2 separate regions of the Capra hircus genome follow, and region 1 is linked to region 2. A link is a contact called in public Hi-C data. All regions are on one chromosome and are shown on one strand. Each heading gives the region's core, a stretch centred on a gene start, on an enhancer-like site or on the middle of the called end of the contact. The rest is flanking DNA. Distances are from core to core; before and after follow the strand shown. Region 1 holds the start of C13H20orf144. Region 2 holds the start of SNTA1 (alpha-1-syntrophin).

Evidence for each region. Hi-C and Micro-C count contacts between places; a contact is called where the count stands out from the background.
Region 1: a Hi-C map of blood shows a contact between it and region 2, with 2.2 times the contacts expected there. The contact joins the promoter of C13H20orf144 here to the promoter of SNTA1 in region 2. A contact is called at or near these places in 4 of 5 Hi-C or Micro-C datasets (blood and liver).

The regions. Positions count from the first base shown.
Region 1 is chr13:62,695,407-62,699,033 of ARS1.2, forward strand. It overlaps C13H20orf144, which reads left to right and starts at 1,976. Exons shown (of 2, transcript XM_018057727.1): 1 at 1,976-2,393; 2 at 3,277-3,627. The coding sequence starts at 2,265. All of the region lies in intron 5 of NECAB3 (N-terminal EF-hand calcium-binding protein 3), which reads right to left.
Region 2 is chr13:62,503,552-62,506,888 of ARS1.2, forward strand. It overlaps SNTA1 (alpha-1-syntrophin), which reads right to left and starts at 1,467. Exons shown (of 8, transcript XM_005688662.3): 1 at 992-1,467. The coding sequence starts at 1,463.

The sequences.
Region 1 (3,627 bases), core at 726-3,225, 190 kb after region 2:
CCATTTTTTGAGCTTCCTGAAATCCGTCCAATAAATTCCCTTTCTAGTGCTTAAGGTGACTGATCAGTTTCTGTTGCTTACAAAGAACCTGGCTGACACCATTGCTTGCCAGGCCCTGTTTCCAAGCAGTTTCATTTAATCCTCATAGGAATTTACAGGAACCATCACTGACCCCATTTTGCAGGTGAGAAGACTGAGGCCTACAGAAGCAGATTACCTTGGCCAAGGTCACACAAGTGTCAGAGTCAGAATACAAACTCAGGTCACAGAAATTCCCCTCTCCTCACCACGAAGCCTTTTCATACTGTTCACAGGGTTCTCAAAGTGAGAACACTAGAGCAGTTTGCCCTTCTCTTTTCCAGCGGACCATGTGTTGTCACAGTTTTATTGAGTTACGCAAGCCCCTTTCCTTTGTCACAGCAAGGCTGTGATCCATGTGATCATTTTAGTTAGCTTTCTGTGATTGTGGTTTTCATCCTAGAGGATGTGGGACTGTAGCTCTTGCTTATTCTGTCTGCCAGACATCCTGGAGTGTGAAGTCAAGTGGGCCTTAGGAAGCATTAGTACAAACAAAGCTTGTGGAGGTGATGGAATTCCAGCTGAGCTATTTCAAATCCTAAAAGATGATACTGTTAAACAGCTGCTGCACTCAACATGCCAGCAAATTTGCAAAACTCGGCAGCGGCCACAGGACTAGAAAAGGCCCAGCTTTCATTCTAATCCCAAAGAAAAGCAAAGCCAAAGAATGTTCAAACTACCATACAACTGCATTCATTTCACATGCTAGCAAGGTAATGCTCAAAACCCTTCAAGCTAGGCTTCAACAGAAGATGAGCCAAGAACTTCCAGATGCTGAATTTAGAAAAGGCAGAGGAATAAGAGATCTAATTGCCAACATCCGTTGGGTCATAGAAAAACCAAGAGAATTCCAGAAAAATTTCTGCTTCATTGATTACACTAAAGCCTTTGACTGTATGGACCACAACAAACTGTGGAAAATTCTTAGAGATGGGAATCCAGACCACCTTACCTGTCTCTTGAGAAACCTGTATGCAGGTCAAGAAGCAACAGTTCCAGACATGGAACAACAGACTGGTTCAAAACTGGAAAAGGAGTATGACAAGGCTCTATATTATCATCCTGCTTATTTAACTTATATACAGAATACATCATGTGAAATGCTGGACTGGATGACTCACAAGCTGGAATCAAGATTGCTGGCAGAAATATCAATAACCTCAGATATGCAGATTATACCAATCTAATGGCATAAAGTGAAGAACTAAAGAGCCTCTTGATGAGGGTGAAAGAGGAGTGTGAAAAACCTGGCTTAAAACATTCAAAAAACTAAGATCACGGCATCCAGTCCCATCACTTTGTGGCAAATAGAAGGGGAAACAATGACAGATTTTATTTTCTTGGATTCCAAAATCACTGTGGACAGTGACTGGAACCATGAAATTAAAAGATGCTTGCCGCTTGGAAGAAAAGCTATGACCAACACAGAGAGCACATTAAAAATGAGAGACATCACTTTGCCGACAAAGGTCTGTATGTCAAAGCTATGTTTTTTTCCAATAGTCATGTATAGATATAAGTTGGACTATAAAGAAGGCTGAGCACCAAAGAACTGATGCTTAAAATTGTGGTGCTGGAGAAGACTCTTGAGAGTCCCTTGGACAGCAAGGAGATCAAACCAGTCAATCCTAAAGGAAATCAACCCTGAATATTCATCAGAATAACAGATGCTGAAGCTCCAATACTTTGGCCACCTGATATGAAGAACTTACTCATTGGAAAAGACCCTGATGCTGGGAAAGATTGAAGGCAGGAGGAGAAGGGGGCGACAGGGGATGAGATGGTTGGATGGCATCACTGACTCAGTGGACATGAGTTTGAGCAGGCTCAGGGAGATAGTGATGGACAGGGAGGCCTGGTGTGCTGCAGTCCGTGGAGCCACAAAGAGTCGGACATCACTGAGTGACTGAACACCACCATCACTAAGCACCTTATAAGCCATCACCTCACTAATCTTTAGCCCAGTTTTACACTGAGAAACCAAAGCCTGAAGTCACAGACAGAGTAAATGGAGTCAAGATTCATCTGTGGGTTCTGGCAGGAGCAGCTCGGAGCCTGGAGCTGATGAGGTCAACCCATGAGGTCACAATGTGGTCCCTGGGACAGAGCCAGGGCAGGGGAGCCCCAGCCAGAGGGCAGGGCAGAGGCAGCATGGGCTGGGGTCCCCAGTGGTGACCAGCCCTGCCATGGGAAACAACAGTTCCCACAAGAGAACCAAGGTGCCCAAGCAGGCCCGCAAGGAGAAGCCACCTGACATGGACAAGGCCCGGCGCAAACGCCAGTTCTTCAACCACTTCAAGGGGAAGAAGCCCAGTGTGAGTCCAGGGAAGAAGGGGCAGCTGGGGCTTGGCGGACCTGGACAGGTGGGCAGGAGCGGATGCTGGGGGTCTAGGCCATGTAGGGAATGGAAGGGGTTGCGTGTGTGTGCTAAGCGGCTTCTGTTGCGTCCAACTGGTTGCAACCCCATGGACTGTAGCGCACTAGGCTCTTCTGACCATGGGATTTCTTCCCAACCCAGGAATGGAACCCACATCTGTCTCCTGCATTGGCAGGCGGGTTCTTTACCACTAGCGCCACCTGGGAGGCCCCTATGGAAGGCATTAGAGAACCCCTGTTGAGGCAGAGGGACTCAGGAATCCATGTGGGTGTGGATGGTATCCCAGAAACCAGGAGGTGGATGAGACTTGGGAGCCTAGGAGGGTGTCCAGGAGACGGCTCTCCCAACCTGGAACAGATGGGTGGAAGTCCTGGCACAGCAAATCAGCCCTAGCGGCTGCCACTGGGGCTATGGGCACAGGGAGCTCCCTTATCCCCGCCTTTCCATTCCCCAGCTTCAAAACGTGTTACTTTCCCCTCTCTTCAACTAGGCATGAGGACCTGGGCCGGGACCGGGGTGGGTGAAGGGTCCCAGCATCAAGGCTGCAAGGGCAGACAGGGGAATCTCATAAACTTGATCCGAGTCAGGTCTCAGGAAGTCAGCCTGGGGTGGGTGAGGGTTTCCAGGTGGGGAGGCAGGGGTCTTGGGAGATGGAGACGGGTGCCTGCCTCCCCCACCTCCCCCTACCCAGGCTGGGAGGACAGCGGGTACCCCGGGAACGAGAGAGGGCGGGCTTCTGGGAGACAGGACCCGGTGGGTGAGGGTCCTCGGGAGGCGGGCGGGCGGAGCTCGTTCCCCTCACGCCCCTGCCCTACCCCCAGACCAAGATCGTGCTGCTCTTCCCCCTGGACAAGCGGCAGCAACTAGCCGAGGCGACGGCGGGGCCCGGAGCGCGGCCCGAGCGGACGAGCGAGGCTGCGGCGGACACCCCCGCGGGGGCCCCGGCGGCGGCACCCATGTTGCGAGGAGCTGGCGACGGCGCTGAGCGGCGCGAGAGCGCGCGCGCGCGCGAGATGAAGAAGATCCTCGTCCTGCTGCTGCTGCTGGACGCGCGGCTGCAGGAGGAGGGACGCCGCGCGGCGGGCGGCCCCGGGGGCGGGGCCAAGGAGGCGCAGGGCTGGCAGCGGCTCTACACGCGCCTGCTGACCGAGAGCGAGACCGACTGTGAGGCC
Region 2 (3,337 bases), core at 217-2,716:
CTAACAGCAATAACTATCTAGGCACCTATTATGTGTTGGCAGACTGAGTATTTTGGACACCTATTTTCATAGAAACATCCCAATTCTATCATTACTCTCATTATATAGTTGAGGAAACTCAGGTCCAGAGATGGAAAAGGGCTTCCCAGGTGGCAATAGCGGTAAAGAACCCGCTTGCCAACGCAGCAGACATGAGAGATGTGGGTTTTATCCCTGGGTCGGGAAGATCCCCTGCAGGAGGAAATGGCAACCCAGTATCTTTGCCTGGAGAATCCCAAGGACAGAGGAGTCTACCAAGCTACAGTCCATGGGATCTTACCACACAAGTTCACACAGGTGATTCTGGACTTCAGTCTGGGTTGCACCTTAAAGAAAGCTGTCAGTACTGGGGGCTGAAAGCCCATCTCAGTGCTGTGATGGTGGACACTTAAGACTCTTCACCTATACATACAGGTTTCCTAGGCGCTCAGATTTCCAGGTCCTTTGCAGCCCCCTGTCTGTGAGCCCAGCCCAGTTGGCACGTCCACCTAGTCGCCATCCCAGCAACGCTTCCCACTCCAGACCTTGCCCCTCCTTCCCTTCTACTTTGACTGTCTCTTGAAGACTTCCTCCTCCTTTGCCTAGTAGCACCCCAGGCCTCAGTCTCCCTTCTCTATCCTTTGCTCTACTGGGGTCCCTCTTGTCCTTGATACCCATGCAACTCCTGAAAGGCAATCAGTCTCAGACCTCTTTACCTCAGCAAACAACTCCCCACCCACTTGCCCTTGGCGTGCCCCCAAAGCCGTCCACACCTGTGCCCTCTGAATGAGACCTCAAAGCCCTCTCCGACCTTGGTGCTCTGGTGCCCTCGGTTCTGTCCTCCCAGAAGCCGTTACCACGGACAGAAGTCCACCAACTCCACGTCCTCAATACGCTGCCAGCCCCCGCGATCCCTGCGCCTTAGCGGTCCCACAGACACCAAGACCCGTGCCCTCGGTGCCCCCGCGCCCACCTTTGATGCTGATACCCAGCCCGCCGGCGTCGGCCTTGCGCACCGTCACGCGGCGCGGCTGGAGCAGCAGCGCCTCCGGCAGCGGCGGGGACGCGGCGCCAGGTTCGGCGGCGCCGTTGAGCTGCGCGGGCTCCGGCTCCCGCTGGGCACCGGGCTCAGGTCCGGGCTCGCCGTCGGCGGGGCTCACGGTCAGCGCGTCCTCCTCTAGACTGAGCAGCACCCGCTGCCACCGCTCGCCACCAGCCCCCGAGCCTGCCCCGGCGCGCAGTTCCAACAGCCCGGTGCGCGGGGCGCGCCTGCCTGACGCCATCTTCGCCTCCGAGCCCCCGGGCAGCCGCGCTCGCCCTGCCCCCGCAGTGCCCGGCCCGCTCCGACCCAGCGCCCAGAGCTGAGGGCAGCGGGGGCCCAGCTGGGCCAGCCGCCACCCTACCCCAGGCCGCTGAGGGTGGAGCCTCGGTGGGCGGGGCTGCATGTGGGTGTGGCTAACAGCGAGGGGCGTGGTCACCGGCAAGCCAGAAGGGGCTGTGGCGGGTTCCAAGAGCCAGAGGATATACTGTGAGACTACATTACTTTGCCCACAAAGGTCCATATAGTCAAAACTATGGTTTTTCCAGTAATCACGTACAGATTTGAGAGTTGGACCATAAAGAAGGTTGAGCGCCGAAGAATTGATGCTTTCGAACTGTGGTGCTGGAGAAGACTCTTGACAGTCCCTTAAATAGCAAGGAGATCAAACCAGTCAGTCCTAAAGGAAATCAACCCTGAATATTCATTGGAAGGACTGATGCTGAAGCTGGAGCTCCAATACTTTGGCCACCCGATGCGAAGACCCGGCTCATTAGAAAAGACGCTGATGCTGGGAAAGATTGAAGGCAGGATGAGAGGGGACGACAGATGATGAGAGGGGACAACAGATGATGAGATGCTTGGATGGCATCACCGATTCGATGGACATGAGTCTGAGCGAAATCTGGGAGATGGTGATGGACAAGGAAGCCTGGCGTGCTGCAGTCCATGGGGTCACAAAGAGTCGGACACGACTGAGCCACTGACGACAACAACATGGGCATGGGGACATAAGGGTGTCCGGACGGGACCCAAAGTTAAGGCAATGAGAGCATGAAGTGGGGTGGGCGGGGCCCTGGGTTCGTGTCCCGGGCTGGACCCTAAGATCCTGCGCAGGAGACAGCCAGGCGAAGCCGTCGAGGGCCGAGGCCGTAGCTCGCAGCCGTGGGATCACGAGAAAAAGAGACAGAACAGTGGATCGTGGGGCGAGGCTTTGAACTCGGGAGTGGGGCTGCATATGGCAGAGCGCTGGACTGCAGGGACAGGGCTTGAGTTTAAGAGGCAGACATCGAGCTGCAAGGGACTTCGCAGGCGGGCGTATAGTGCAGGAGATTTGCGGGTTTCCGACTGTGGGGCGGGAACTTCGGTCTGTGGGTATGGCTTAGTGTGGGGTGCGGTGTCTAACGCTGACAGGCCCCGCCCTCTGGGATAAGCGCGATGCTGGCTGTTGAGGGATTGGGGAAGGAGTAACACTCCCCACGTCGAAATTGGAAAGGAGTTGAAGAGATTAACCCCCTGTTCTTCACAGTCGAATACAGAAAAGCCTGAATTCCACACTGGACAGAGAAGAACCCAGAACCCCTGGTGTTGGGGAAGAAGGCTGGAAGGTGGGGCTTCTGGATCTGGACCTCTGGAGACCTGTTTTTTAACCCTGTTCAGAAACTGTGAGTTCCATATCGACCTTGGTCCTGGCACTACAGTTCTCTAGGCCTCAATTACCTCATCTGTGAAATGGGGGTCCTAATAACCCCTATAACCCTCACAGGGACTGTGTCAGGATTAAATCAGTGGGAAAATATATTTTACTCTGTGAATCTTATGCAATCAATATAATCACTTTGTTTTTTATTGAATCCACTTTTATTTATTTGTTGAATTGGCCAGGCCTAGATCTGAGCATTTTCATGTGTTTTCTTAGCTTTACAGTAGCCTCGTGAAGTAGCTACAGTTAAGAATACTCTCGTTATACCGAAAGGAAAATTTTGATTCAGAAGATCTAATTGGCCCAGTTCACACATTTGTGAGTAGGGCAGAGCTGGGATTCAAACCTAGTCTTGTCTCACACCAGTGCCTGGGCACTGACCCTGGGCACTAGACAGATGAGGTGTGATCATTACCAGAAAAAACACACTACCTCACAGACCTCAACCAGCCCTCATATCTACTCTGTTTCCATCTTCCACTCCTACCTGGGATGCTGTTGGACAATAAATAGGGCCACATCAGTGTATAGATTCCCTGCAAGTAGAATCTTCCACATAAAATACTATCAAGGGGAAG